2 separate regions of the Rattus norvegicus genome follow, and region 2 is linked to region 1. Evidence: chromatin contacts called from public Hi-C data. All regions are on one chromosome and are shown on one strand. The core of a region is the stretch at or near the end of the contact, and the rest is flanking DNA. Distances in the headings are between cores, read along the strand shown. Region 1 has its middle 25 kb from the start of Lrig2. Region 2 holds the start of Slc16a1 (solute carrier family 16 member 1).

Evidence for each region. A called contact is a pair of places that touch in the nucleus more often than the background predicts.
Region 2: a Hi-C map of the A7r5 cell line shows a contact between it and region 1, with 2.2 times the contacts expected there. The contact joins the promoter of Slc16a1 here to the enhancer-like site in region 1. A contact is called at or near these places in 11 of 12 Hi-C or Micro-C datasets (the A7r5 cell line, the Rat2 cell line, Schwann cells and 6 more).

What each region holds. Positions count from the first base shown.
Region 1 is chr2:194,721,743-194,729,303 of GRCr8, forward strand. No RefSeq gene overlaps it. Among named protein-coding and RNA genes, the nearest start is that of Lrig2, 25 kb to the left of the region's middle. Within about 2 kb of position 4,014, at least 45 of the 93 cell types and tissues checked have an H3K27ac peak or open chromatin away from gene starts, as enhancers often do. A contact at or near this core is called in the A7r5 cell line, Schwann cells and liver, where this site is marked.
Region 2 is chr2:194,809,398-194,816,958 of GRCr8, forward strand. Slc16a1 (solute carrier family 16 member 1) reads left to right here and starts at 3,263. Exons shown (of 5, transcript NM_012716.2): 1 at 3,263-3,410.

The DNA of each region.
Region 1 (7,561 bases), core at 2,764-5,263:
CAGCCCCACTTGCAACATTCTCCCACCCCCCAATAACATTTGAATGCAGCAGGAACCAAGATTATTTCCTCACCAATTTGTGTGATGTCACCTCTATTAGAAGAAAGAAGCAGCAGTAACTGATCATGCTTTAGATCAAAACTTCAATTTTTATGACTAATAAATAAACATTTAAAATACCCAGTTTACATTGCACTATCTGAGAACCCAGCTATACCACTACTGGGCATATACCCAAAAGATACTCCAACATACAACAAAGACACATGCTTCACTATGTTCATAGCAGCCTTATTTATAATAGCCAGAAGCTGGAAAGAACACAGATGCCCTTCAACAGAGGAATGGATACAGACAATGTGGTACACCTACACAATGGAGTACTACTCAGCTATTAAAAACAATGACTTCATGAAATTCATAGGCAAATGGATGGAACTAGAAAATATCATCCTGAGTGAGGTAACCCAATCACAGAAAAACACACATGGTATGTACTCACTGAGAAGTGGATATTAGCCCAAAAGCTCGAATTACCCAATACACAATCCACGGACCACACGAAACTCAAGAAGGATAACCAAAATGCGGATGCTTCAGTCCTTTTTAAAAGAGGGAAGAAAAATATCCATAGGAGGGGATAGGGAGGCAAAGTTTAGAGCAGAGACTGAAGGAACAGCCATTCAGAGCCTGCCCCACATGTGATCCATATACAGTCACCAAAACTAGATAAGATGGATGAAGCTAAGAAGTGCAGGCTGACAGGAGCCTGATATAGCTGTCTCCTGAAAGACACAGCCAGAGCATGTCAAATACAGAGGCGAATGCTAGCAGCAAACCACTGAACTGAGAATGGACCCCCATTGGAGGAATTAGAGAAAGGATTGAAAGAGCTGAAGGGGCCTGCAACCCCATAAGAAAAACAATGCCAAGCAACCAGAGCTTCCAGGGACTAAACCACTACCCAAAGACTATACATGGACTGACCCTGGGCTCCAACTTCATATGTAGCAGTGAATAGCCTTGTTGGGGCACCAGTGGAAGGAGAAGCCCTTGGTCCTGCCAAAGCTGGACCCCCAGTGTAGGGGATTGAAGGGGAGTAAGGGGGCTTGGATGGGGAGGGGAACACCCTTATACAAGGGGAGGGGGAGGAGTTAGGGCGCTATGGACAGGAAACCGGGAAAGGGAATAACATTTGAAATTTAAATAGGAGATACCCAATTTTAAAAAGAGAGAGAGAAAATACCCAATTTAAAACAAACAGATGAGATATATGCCATCTTACTTACTATTATATTTCATTAGTATATAGCTTAGACTAGATACCTTAATGACCAATGTCTGTGAAAAGTGAAGCTTAAAAGATCTGGAGTGGTAGTACATGTCTTTAATCCAAACACTTGGAAGGCAAAGGCAAGTGAATCTTTGTGGGTTCTGGGCAGCCTGGTCTACATAGCAAGTCCCATGTCAGTCAGTCAGGATTATATAGTGGAGAGCCTGTCTTAAAAAGAAAAAGATGAAATTGGCTAGCTATTGTCAATTCTCAAAGCAGCATCTCACCAGGGTGAGACGCCTGCAGGTCATGGGCCTTCAAACCGGACTGCTGAGAGGCAAAACGGAAGTCAAAGCCTATTCAAGGGCCAGGGGTGTAATTTATCTAGCAGAGTGCTTACCCAGCATATATGAGGCCTATGTTCGATACCTAGCAACACATAAACAGTCTTGATGGCATACAACTGTAGTTTCAGCTCTCAGAAGGACAGTTTTGGCTACACAGTGATTTTGAGAGCACCCTGGGCTGCATGGGCTCGTCTCATTGTCCTAGTTAGGGTTACTATTTTGCTGTGATAAATCACCATGACCAAAAGCAAGTTGGTGAGGAAAGGGTTTATTCAGCTTACATTTCCACATCATACTTCATCACTAAAGAACATCAGGACAGGAACTCAACAGGGACAACACCTAAAGGCAGGAGCTGATGCAGAGGCCATGAAGGCGTACTGCTTACTGGCTTGCTCCCTTTGGCTTGCTCAGCCTGCTTGCTTGCTTTGTTCCTGCCTTCCTTCCTTCCTTCCTTCCTTCCTTTCATTCATTCATTGGGGGGTGAGACAGGGTTCCTCTGTGTACCCCTGGCTGTCCTGGAACTTACTATGTAGACCTGCCTATCCTTGAACCCTGACATCCACCTACCCCTGCCTCCCAAGTGCTGGGATTAAAGGTATGTGCTTGCTTTCTTATAGAACCCAGGATCACCAGCCTAGGGATCAAACCACTCAAAATAAGCAGAACCCTCCTCCATCAATCACCAATTGAGAAAATGCCCTACAACCAATGTTGTGGAGGCAATTTCTCAATGAGGTTCCCTCCTTTCAGATGACTGTTGTATTAGGTTGATATAAAGCTAGCCAACATACTCATTGGTGGTGATGGTGATGGTGATGGTGATGGTGATGTGATGGTGGTGGTGATGGTGATGGTGATGGTGGCGGGGGTGGAGGTGGAGTGGGGATGAGGGTGGGGATGGGATGGGGATGGGATGGGGATGGGGATGGTGAAGATCCCTCCCTCTAGGGGGGGAAACAGAATCTTATTCTGTAACCCTGACTGGTCTGGAACTTGCTACTATGTAGACCAAGCTGGTCTCAAATTTAGGGCAATTCTCTGCCTCCCAAGCTTTGTGATTACCACAATCTCCAGCATGCTTTGATTTTTACATAGATTACTTGCATGTATTTGGGGTCATAAACATAAAACTAAACAAGTACGAATATCTAAACATGCAAAAATGTGCCAATGGTGCTGGTGCATGCATTTAATCCCAGCCCTTAGGGGGCAGAGGCAGGCAGATCTCTATGAGTTCCAGGCCACTCTGGTATTCCAGGTTAGCCAGGGCTACATAGTGAGACACTGTCTCAGACACCTAAACACAAACAGACAAAAAATAGTGCAGAGACACAGAGATGGGGTCTGATTTTTATCTAAAATTTTATTTGGGTTGAAAGGCTTGACTTCAACCACACAGACTCACCCAGTTTAGAGGCTGTTAGGGGCAGAGTCCAAGTGTTTCATGACATCAGAACATTCTGTAGAATTTGGCTACAACTCTTACCCTCCTCCCCACCTGAACCTTCACCTCCACCCCCGTCCACCTCCCACATCCCTGGCCCTATTTCACCCCAAACCTCTTGCAACAATTTAAATAATTTTCCACACCTGACCAGGAAGGGGGCTCCCGGCAGGAGCTGAGTCCACTACAGAAACCCAGGGTTGGGTATGGAGAGCTGAGGGGCTCTGGAGGCCAGCTGGAGTGGGCCAAGGCAAGAGGCTGGGGGAAATGGGTCATTGCCCATGGCTGGCAGGAGCAACTGCTAACCTGAGCTTTTATGCTGGGAAAAAATCCTTGCTCTTTCAACCAATGACCTACATGAACCCTTATTCCCAACAGCAATAAAGTGGGGCAATAAAGTTGGAAAGAAAGGCTGACTCCACAGCTGTGGGGCAAGAGTTCCCTGGCAGGAAAAGTAAGGCTGAAAGACATGGTGCTTTCCCCGGGACAAAAGAAACAAAGAGAGGCTGAGAAAGGAAGATTGGGGGTGGGGGGTGGGGGTGGGGTGCCGAGTCTTGACTAATGCCTATAAATGACTGCACACAAAAAATTTTCATCACTTTTCTTCTTCTGTCTCCCTATTTTATTAAACACTCTGACTGTCCAAGGTGAGGTAAGGGAGAACTAAAGGGGAAAGCGGCTGCAGAACCAAATCAAGTGTGGAGCTTGGAATCATGGGAACAGTGGGGCCTTGGCAAAACTCTGCTGTTTGTTGGATGTGTCCTGGAAACACCCACCGCATTGGCTTCCCAGCAAACACTACTTTAACAAGATTTTGTTACATCCTGAAGTGGTGACCTAGTGACTTTTTGGTCCTGTCCTCTTCTCTCCCACTACTGCTCTAACTCTTCCTCCTGTCCTTGGCGTCCTGGACTGTCATTTGCCGGTGGGCAGCAGAGGGCGATCTGGCCCCGAAGAAAGACCGGGTCAAACTCCTGGGCTTGCTAATGACTTGCAGTTCCATCAACATAAAGTGACAAAGGGACATTGTCACGAAGCCTTTGCCTTTCCATTCCAGAAAGCGCTACTGCCTTGGCTGACCCCTTTCCTGTCCCTCCCACTTTCCTTGCTGCTCTGCATCCCCTCCCAACCCACAGCAGCGGGGAAAATGAACGGGGGTCCACAGTGGAGAAAAAAAACAAACCCCTGGGCCTGCTGAGGGAAAGCCGTAGGAAGTGACCGGCGTTAACAGCTGCAAGAGTTTATCTCTCTCCACCCTCCACCCCAATCTCTCTAGCGTCCCAAACCTCAGCATACCTAATTATCCCCTGCAGAACTTGTTAAAACACAGCTTCCTGGGCCTCACCCTGGAATTCTGTTTTAACAGCCTGGAGGGGCCAGGCGTTTGTGTTCTTAACTTTTCCAAGGTATTCCGAGGGGGCCCAGGATGGTATCTAGAGCAGCGTTTATGAGTTCCGGTGCAGAGATAAGGAATAGACTGCAGTTTGAGTCAGGGGCTTGTTGGGGTAACATTCTGGTGAGATGACTCCCCCAGATCCTTCTGACTCCAAGCTGGAAGGTTTCACAGATCAGCCAACTGCTGTTCCCTCCCCCTTGGGAAGGAGCAGAGAATGTGTCAACAAAAGCATTGTTTGAAGGGGGGCTGAGTCCAGATAATGGGCTGCTTCTCCATTGACTGTTTCTTTCATCCGCTGGCTGGAGAATCAGAATCGGCCTCTCCTTCACCCCTGAGCAGGGATGGCTTCTCCTCTATATTAAAATAAGAATTATTCCTGCGCTCAGCTGTCCTCTAGCCCTTGTTTAGCACTCTCCAGATCCAGGACCTCCAGGGTGGCAGAGTCCCGTGTGGAATGAGCCCTTGTCCTCAAGATGCCAAAAGTCCCTTCACGCATTTAAAGAGAATTCCTTCTGTTTACTGCTGAAAGATAAAAGACAGGAAAGTATTATGGCCTACATATTTCCCACCATGTGATATTGTACCTCCCAGGAAGGGTAGGCCATGCCAACACCAACGCACCCAGACCAGAACCAGAATGCCAGGACAACAGGAGTCCATAGCTAGACCTGTTCTCAAAGTGTGAGGGGGGTGTGCGTTCGGGGGTGCAGGGGGGGCGTGCTGGGGGAGGGGAGGGGACAGGACAAAGAGGGAGTGCCTTTTTGGGGTTGATTGGTTGGCTGTTTTTTCTGGTGCTTGGGATCAAATCCAAGACCTCATGAATCTAAGCAAGCCTTCTAACACCTAACCAAGGTAGGGGCTATTGGGAGGTGATTAGGTCACCAGGGAAGAACCCTTACAAATGACGTTTAAGGGATGATGTTTGTCCCTTGCAGCCAGTGAGAGAACACATTTTTAAAAAAAAGTCTAATGGGGTTAAAGAGAGATGGCTCCGTGGTTAAGAGCACTGGGTGTTCTTAACCGAAGGACCCTGGGGTTCAATTCCCAGTACCTACATGGCAGCTCACAACTGTCTGTAACTCCAGTTCCAGGGAATCTGACACCCTCACACAGACAAACACACAGGCAGAATACCAATGAACATAAAATGAAAATAAATCATGGGGTTGAGGATTTAGCTCAGCGGTAGAGCACTTGCCTAGCAAGCGCAAGGCCCTGGGTTCGGTCCCCAGCTCCGAAAAAAAGAAAAAAAAAAAAAAGAAAAAAGAAAAAAGAAAAGAAATCATAAAAATAAAAAACACCAAAAACATTGTCTGAGCAGGGTAAGAGGGCACACACTTGTAAGCCCATCATTTGGAGGAGGAGAGAGGAGGATTAAGAATCCAGAGATTTGGGGGCTGGAGAGATGGCTCAGAGGTTAAGAGCACTGTTTGCCCTTCCAGAGGTCCTGAGTTCGATTCCCACCAACCAACTATACTGAGATCTGATGTCCTCTTCTGGTATTCTGGCATACACGCAGATAGGGCACGAATGCATAGTAAAGAAATAAAAATCTTTAGAAGGAGAAGAATGGAAGGTTAGGGCTGAACTGAAGTTCAACGAGACCGTAACTCACCAATGAAACAAAGAACTGACCCCTTCAAATTGGCCTCTCACCTTCATGTATGGGCCAGGGCATGTACTTAACTGCTGTGTACAAGTGTTCAACAGCGAACACACACACTCCAATAGTAAAGGTAAATTTAAAAATAAATAAATAATAAAAGAATTCAGGGTTAACCTTGTCTAAATACGAGTTTGAGGGCAGCTTGGGCTACATGAAATCCTGCCTCTAAAAATAAAAATAAAAACCACCTCTTATAAGGAACTGGCTGATCCTCACCCTTCTCTACTCCACAACTACCAGTGGTAATTTAGCTTTTTGGTTTACCCAATTTAAAGCTAGACCTGAAGATGATTCCAAAATTCAGGAGTAGAAGCAGAAGCACCTTGAGTTTAAGGCTATCCTGGGGTACAAGTGAAATCCTAATCTCTAAATAAAGCAAGAGCAGTGTTTCAGCCAGGGAGATAGCTCAGTGGGTAGAGGTGCTGACCATCAAGCCTGAAGACCTGAGCTTAACCCCAGGGTCCGTAAGACGGAAGGAGAGAATGGATCCTTCAACACAGGCACTATGGTGCCGTCATCCCAACCACATCAAACGGAACAGTAATAGCAAAATAACCGAGACTGAGGCCCTCTGTTATTACCTCCTGCTCTAACACAAAGGACACTTCTTGTCCCCATTTATCACATATGCCAAAACCAGCATAATTATCCTAAAAAGAAAAAAAAAAACACCTCAAATTTCTCCAAAAGGCATAATTTACAAGGCAATGAAATCCATTTGAGCTCCTGCGTTGTCCAGTCCTGTATTAAATACTGGGGAATTTTAAAGAGAAGGTGCAGGGGGCCATTGTTCTTCCCTGAACTTCTTTCTGTACTTGGGCAGGGGGAAGAGTACCTCAGAGGACTAGGTTAAAACTCAAAATGGAGGGGTTGGGGATTTAGCTCAGTGGTAGAGCGCTTGCCTAGGAAGCGCAAGGCCCTGGGTTCGATCCCCAGCTCCGAAAAAAAGAACCCAAAAAAAAAAAAAAAAACTCAAAATGGAGTTGCTTGTGCTAAAATTCCATATCATCATGCAAAATGAAGCTAGTTTCTCTGACCTTCCAAGAACAGTACAATTTCAGTAGGACTGGTCATCATGTTCACTCTGCCACAGACTTTACACAGAGAAGCAATCTGAAAGAAACACGTATCAGCTATTTTTCTATATCTCATCTTGCAAAACAAGTAACTTCCAAGTGACCAATTTGACTCCCGAGTCTCTTTGGTGCTGTGGATTTTGCTTCCTTCAGTCTTCCTCACTAGAAACTGATTCTGCTCTGCTCAGCTCACTGGAACATTTGTATTGTTTTATACAGTGAAGTATTACACAGCTTCTTACCAAAGGAAAACCAGTTAAGATAGTCAAAACTGTAATTTTGCCAGGCCTGGTGACATGCACCCTTTTTTTTTTTTTTTTTTTTTTTCAATTTTGCTTGCTTGTTTTTCAAGACAG
Region 2 (7,561 bases), core at 2,013-4,512, 87 kb after region 1:
GTCTTCTGATTCCAGCCTGGATTTGACTCACATTAAGTCCTTCTCTGCCCCAATCCAGGTTATGTAGGGTCTAAGACTTCAAAATGTTGCTAGCTCTCTCTGAAAACAAAATTATACCATAACCTATAACAAGATTATAATCCTGCCCGGTGCCTTGGAAGTAGGTGCTAATGGATACCCTTTAGGGTTTTAGATTAAGTTTTATGGAAAAAAATCTTTAGCCTCTCTTCTTTCCCACTCTCGTTTCTTCTAGACAGGGTTTTTCTGTATATCGTTGGCTGTCCTGGAATTTGTTCTGTAAACCAGGCTGGCCTTAACTCACAGAGATCCAACTGCTTAAAAGTGTGCACCACCACCACCACCACTACCACCCAGTCCATTCATCTCTTAACCCTTCCTGTACATTATTACTCTAATCTCCTTCCACAGCCCTAAAAAGCCAGATTTTCCAAAAGATTTTTTTTCTTTTTTCTTTTTTTTTCTCGGAGCTAGGGACCGAACCCAGGGCCTTGCGCTTGCTAGGCAAGTGCTCTACCACTGAGCTAAATCCCCAACCCCCAAAAGATTATTCTTAAATGAATAAAACTTGAGTGAGATAAGAACAAAACAGGCTGGAGCTACACATTAGTAGCAGAGCCCTGACCAAAGCACTGGGGTGGAGGATGAGGTCTGAAGTAAATCTTAGTTGTATAACTGTATTGTCACAGCAACCCTAGAAGGTAGGCTATGGGCTAGGTATGACCATTCTTGAACAGAGCGGAGAATGAGGCTTGACTTGCCTACTATATACCGCCTATGCGCTGTATAAGTTAAGTTGTCAAGTACCAAAGATAAAACTCCAGGTAATCGGGTTCATACCTGCAATTTCAGTGTGGGAGGGTAGAGAGAATCACAAGTTTATGAACATCCTCGGATACAGGGGTAAGGTTTGAGATCAGCCCTGGATGAATGAGACACTACATCCTCAAGGAAAAAAACAAAAACAAAACCCAACCAACCAAAACCATCCAGAAACTTCCCATCTCTCTAGCTCACCTTTTCAAACCGTCTCCCTGAATGCTGTTACCACCAGAACACTCCAAGTATCGCCTGCCCCCTTTCTGTGGTGCTGAAGATCTAAATAGGGGCCAGACTCCTGCAAGCTAAATGTTCCATCACTGAGTCTTATCCTAACATTCCTAAACCACAACTGTTTTAAGTTCCAACCACCCAATAATCTGAAGAGATTTTTTTCCTTCTATGTATTTATCAGCTATAAAAGGCAAATTATTGGGCTGGAGAAATAGATGCTCAGTGGTTAAAAGCACTGACTGCTCTTCCAGAAGTCCTGAGTTGAAATCCTAGTAACAATGTGTTGGCTCACAAAAATCTGTAATGAGGTCAGATGCCCTCTTCTGGTGTGTCTGAAGACAGCTACAGTGTAATATATAATACTTTTTTTTTCTTTTTTTTTTTTTTTTTGGAGCTGGGGACCGAACCCAGGGCCTTGCACTTGCTAGGCAAGTGCTCTACCACTGAGCTAAACCCCCAACCTCTATATAATACTTTTTTAAAAAAGGCAAATTACTGCTCATAAGCAGCACTTGGTAGTGGATTTCAAATTGGATCCTACTAACATGCTGAACTCTTCACTCTGAAAGAAGGCAGAGGGTAGATGACAGTACACAGGGCCTCTTTTCAATCTCTAGTTCTTCATCCACAAAAGAAGGTATAGGGCCTATTTCAAACTAGTGAGGAAAACTAGTGTAGGTGAGGAGAGGCCGGAGAGCAAATGACGGGGAGCACAGGGTCCTGGTATGCAGTAATCGCCTTGGAAGTCAGAAGGCCTGACTTCTTTAAAAAATATTCTCATCGGGTGTGGTGGTGCACGTGCCTTTAATAGCAGTCCAGAGGCAAATCCAGGTGGATCTCTTGAGTCTTGAGTCCGGTCTAGTCTATATCACAAGTTCCAGGCCGGCCAAAGCTACAAAGTAAGACCATGTCTCAAAACACAAAATTAAACAAATAAAGATATTGACACCGATGGTGCGTGCCTTTAATCTCAGAGGAGGCAGAGACAGGTTGATTTTTTTTTTTTTTTTTCAGATTGATCTCTTAGTTCGAAGCCAGCTTGATCTACGTAGTGAGTTCCAAGCCAGGTGGAGCTATATACACACGAGGCTATCTCAAAAAACAAAATAAGAAATCAAAACCAGCCAAGCAAATACCCATATCATAATACTATAAAAATATTAAGGGTCCTAGTCATTAATATTCACTAGTTTACCACTTCAAGAGACTTTGGTATCTGGGCTTGTTGAAGAACCGAAAATGGCTCTTATGACATCAGGCTCAGTAGCTTTGACTAAATGTTGGCCACTTCCTAGCCTGGTGACTTCTGCCAGTTAACTTCGTGAAGCCCGGGGTTCCTTATTTATAAAATCTTCTTAGCACCTATCTCATTTGGTTGTGAAGATCACACAAGATAATTCTGGTGCAGTGCTTGGCATGAAACTGTCCTAATCCCACTAGCTATAAAATTGCAACCGGTTCCCAAAATCCAGTGTTCATAAACTTCTGGCCTGAGAGCATGCTCAGAACTGCGTTTCCAGCGTACACACCCTCCGCCCCGGGGCCAGTTTCTCCTGACCGGCTTGTCCTTAAACTTAGCGTTCATCAAATGCCACAGGTCAGGCTCTGTGACGAGATACTTGCGTAAAATTGCACATTAAACTTCCTAACGCCTCCACAGTGGCTGATGTAGCGCGAGGAAACAGGCCCGGAGGGTTCCAGCAACTTCCCCAGGTCCCCGAGCCTGGGTTCCAGGCCCATGTTGGAGTCTACCAGCGTCCATTCAAATGCTGTCCAGTCCCTCGACTCTGCCCGTCCATCGCCATCGCCCTCTGCACCTCAGGGTCGGTCTCGGGGCAGTTTTTCTCTTTTCTCCTCCAGAGCCTGAGGGGTGAGGCCCGCGATGGCGTCCCGGGCACGCGCCAAAAGCAGCTAGCCCAGAGCGCGCGGATAAGCGCCCGGGGCGATGCGGGGTCTCCGGGCCGCAGCGCCTAGTCACGTGGCGGGAAGGGGGGGCGCTGGCGCGCGCGCCCGAGCGAGCGAGCGGGCACGCGCAGACCGCAGCTTGTGGAGGCGCGAGATGCCGAGCAGGGTGTATGTATGGCAGGGAGGGGGCGGCAGCCGAGAAGGCCGACTCCACCCCCTGTGCGCATGCTCCGGCCCCCGCGGGTTATAAGGCAGCCGCGCCTGCCCCGCCAGACAAAGTGGCGAGCTGCGACGTGACTGGTCGGTCGTGTAGGTGCTGCAGCCAACGAGCCCGGTGGCGGGCAAGGGACACGAGCAGGACCCCCGGCTCCGAAGAATTGCGGCCCGCGCCGCCGCGTCACGCACACTCTGGGCGCCGCGAGATACACATAACGGTTAGTCGGGGCAGAGCGGGCAGCGCGCTGCACGGAATCCGCGGTGCCCTTGGTGCCCCGGTGGGGTCCCGCGAGCATGCGGAGACTTTCGTCCCTGGGGCAAGGGGGGCGGGCGACAGGGCATCCTGGGCGCGCGGAGCCACATGGCCCGGAACGTGGCGTGGGTGAAGGGGACCTTGAGGCGCCGGGCACAGCGTCTCTCCCGGCCGAGCTGCGGGCCCGCGGTCAGGTGGCGGCCGCCGGGCTGCGGGAGTCGGGTCATGGTGCCCGGTGACCTTGGGGGAGACGCTTCCAGTACAGCCTACTGTCGGCGCCTGGAGAGATGCTTAGGTCGGGAAGAGGGACGACCTGAGGCCGGTTCACGTGGTGCACTCCTGCCGCCTTCTGCTCGGAGGAAAGGCACTGGGGCGGGAGTTACTTAGGACTCGTGGCATACCCGCCCTGCCTCCGGGTCTGCCAATCGGTGTCCCACCTGGTGACTTGCTAGAGTGGTGTGAGGCATGTGAGGAGCTGCATTGCGGACCGCCGGTACGACTGCGGGGTTCCAGGGAACTTTGAGGAAGGGGAGGGAGGTTGGGAGAGGGGCTCTTTGTGGTCCAACCTGTGGCTTCGGCGCGCCTGCCGTGGGCACGGGGTCTCAAGGTATCCTTGTGGAGAAGATTTAAATATCCTTACATATGATCGGGGCACGCTTTCTGGGCCAAGTACATCCCTTTTCGGAGTGCGTTTTAGCCTTTCTTTATGGTGGCGTTTTTGGTGCAACCAGCAGTTGCGAAAACTAGCTTCTGATCACTCAACCAGGAAACGCACGTGTTACTACTTCAGTCTTTTCCCGTTTTCCAGCGGCTCATTATAAACTGGGCGGCTACTGCTAGTAGTTACACAGTGACAAGCTACTTTTGTTTTTTTACCCATAACTAACTTTGAAATCTTCAGGCGTTATTTAATTTAGGCTGGGAGTGTGTAGCTCAGTGGTAAGAGTACCTGACTGACCTACCATGCCTGAGGTTCCAAAGGTCGCCGGCATTGAAAAAAATTATTTTGGTTTTGTAATAAAATGAGTACATGCTGACGGGTGATATTAGTAATTATATGAGAATTTGAGAAAGGAAGGATAGGAACCAAGTCAAGCCCAAGTCTTCGGGGGGGGGGGGTTGGTGTGTGTGTGTGTGTGTGTGTGTGTGTGTGAGAGAGAGAGAGAGAGAGAGAGAGAGAGAGAGAGAAGGGAGGGGGAGCGGGCAGTCCATGGGTCTTACCCTTAAATCTAAGGTGTACAGGCAGGAGATACAGGCTTTTGAAACCCCTTCTCAAAAACAAAGTAAAAATGTCCAGGATTTACAACTTAGCCTTCCAAGTACCATAAAAAATGACCAAAAATTCAAGACTTTAGGTATTTGGGGAGGGGGGCAGATTTTGGGAGGCTCGACACAGTTTCTCTGTATCCCTGGCTGTTCTGGAACTCTGTAGACAAGGTTGCCCTTGAACACAGACCTGTTTCTGCTTCCCCAGTGCTCGGATTAAAAGCGCCTGTCACTATGTCCAGCCTAGGATAAATTTCTAAGTGAGTGTGTTTCAGTAATTTCATTGTGGGTTTAAGTAGATACTGTTGGTGTATCAGATTGTGACCTTGTTAAGTATGAGAGTTCTTGGTTTGAGGAGTGTTTTGGGAGTTTTAGCCTTGTGATTTACATAATCCTAAACAGATTAAGCGGGGCAGGGCGGGGGATGAGGTGATATAAACATGAATACCTATAAACTCAGGCAAGAAAATAGTGTTAGGTTAGTGTTTTCCCAGGTTCTTGAACCTTTCATTCCCTTTGTGCTTCAGGAGCGTCCTAGTTTGCGAGTCATGCAAGGTCTAGGTCCCAGTGTAATGCCTACTTGACTTTTTATTTCCTATGAGGACCAGTAATGTGGAACTTGAACACAAAACTGGAAATTATGGATAGAGGTGTTAGGGATGGGGAGAGAATGAATTCTAGTATTTACCCTTGGGTTTGTAGTCTAGCTGGAAAGCAGCTACAGTTAAGTGCTCTTAGCAATCAAGTTTTAGGGGAAAGTAAGGTTACCATGAGAACAAATACTGTGTTTTTTGTAGGTGTGAGACGATGCTCAATTGAAGGAAACACTAGGTATCTCTCTGAGGAAATACTACTTAATCTGAAGTTTGACAAAGGAGTGGGAACTAGTTTGGTGATAGGTTGAAAGGGCAGTTCAGACAGTAATGGGGGTCATGCAGAAGAAGCTCAGAGAATCTCATCAAAAAACTAAAGCATAGAGCGATCAAAAATAGTAAGAGGCAATGGAAGTGTCAGCCAGTGGAGTGTCTTAAGTCACTGTAAGGACACAGGAAGAAGCTAAACAGTTAACAGAACTTTGTGTGGCTGACCAGAGGCTGTTCTTAGCGTGGGACTGGATGTGGATACCTGGGGAAGCCTTGAGAAAAGGACGGAAACAGGTTTTTGAGTAGGGGACTAGTAAGGTGTTGGAAGTGAGAAACAACGGTGAAGTTAATGATGTGGTTCAGGTTGCTAGCTGGAGCAAATACAAGTTTTTTATCTTCGTTTTAACCAATGGGAGTCCTGAGGTAGTGTGACTACACCCAAACTGCCCGACTTATAAACTCATAGATTAAATTCAAAGCCATTTCTGCCCTCCTGTCTGTTTTTATTGGTGAAGCTGAAATTTTCTTTTTGTTTTCTCTTTACCTTCTCTACAGTTTAGTTTGGGAAATGCTAAGTAGCAAGCAGCTGAGTCACTCCTGTGTCTTTACCATCCATCCTTTTCCACTTTGCTTGTGAACCAGATCCTAGATGAAATAATAATTTCACCAACTGAGCTCTATCCACAGCTATCCGAAAGACAGGAATCTTCAGAAAATCATCGTCACATCGTCCTGCTCTTAAACAGTCACATCACCAAAGACTTCAGTATTCAGATTTGCCCAAGATGTATTTATATCGATGTATTGAGTTTTGATTTTTTAGTAATTGGTTCCCTTGATCAAGGATACGAACATGGTCATGCTATATATGTTTGATGTCTGCATCTATAGGTTTCTCATCTAAGTGATGTATTTGAAAGAGACAGGCCCTTTCCCCTTTTCTTCTAGTCTTCCCGTTTGAGGTTTTAGTTTGTCTGTGGTGTAGTTTTAACATGCTCTAATTTAGCATATCCTGCTTGCTGTCCTGTGTATTTCCTCTCATTGGAAGCTCACTTGAAGACCAAGTTTTTATTTCTGAGGAAAGGTTTAGGAGGAGAGATAAATATATTTCATGTTTGCTATTTTTACTTGAAGACATGGGATGTTTTTCTGTTGTATTCACAGCCTACTCTTGGCTTGAAAAGGCAGTAATTTAATTGCACTTCAGTTTTTACCAACTTTATATGTGCGTGTTTGCATTTGAGACCCTCTCAGATAACCTAGGCTTGTCTCACATTTTCTGTGTACCAACGATCTTCCTGTTTCCACTTTCCAAGTGGTAAGACCACAAGCATGAGCCACCATGCTGGACTGTAATCCTGTCTTTATTTAATATATGTGAACTCTTATGTGAGTTCCAAGGATTGAACTCAGGTCATCAGACACCATTCAAGGTTTTTTTTGGGGGGGGGGTGTTTGTTTTTAAGCAGTGGAACCTTGATCTCCTTTTTCCAGTTACCTCTGAGGCATTTAAGTTTAATGTAATACTTATTCTGCTTTCTACTTCTTCACCCCGGAACCCTAATCTTGTGATGTAACCATGCTTAAATCCTCCTAACGTCATCTTAGTACTTTCCCTAGGAGGCCTGCTTCTCCCACACAGAGGTAGCTGCCACATCATCTTTGCCTCTCTGATTCTCTTTTGTTACTATTAGTGATACCCAGTTTAGATTGCTTTGTGTAATTAAGTAAGTCAGTGGTCTTTTACCATTTATTATTGTTGTCAAGGCAGACTCTCATGTGTCTTAAGCTGAGTCCACATACCTACGGATCTGAAGGATTGTCTAAGTCACCATACCTGGTTTATGTGCTGCTAAGGACAAACCTAGGCATATAACTATTTTCCTGACTAAGCTCCAGCCTTTGCTTCTATTTTGCCATACTCTTCCTTCCACAGAGACCCTGTCTCAAAAAAATAAAGCAAAACCAAACAAACTGGGGTGGTGCC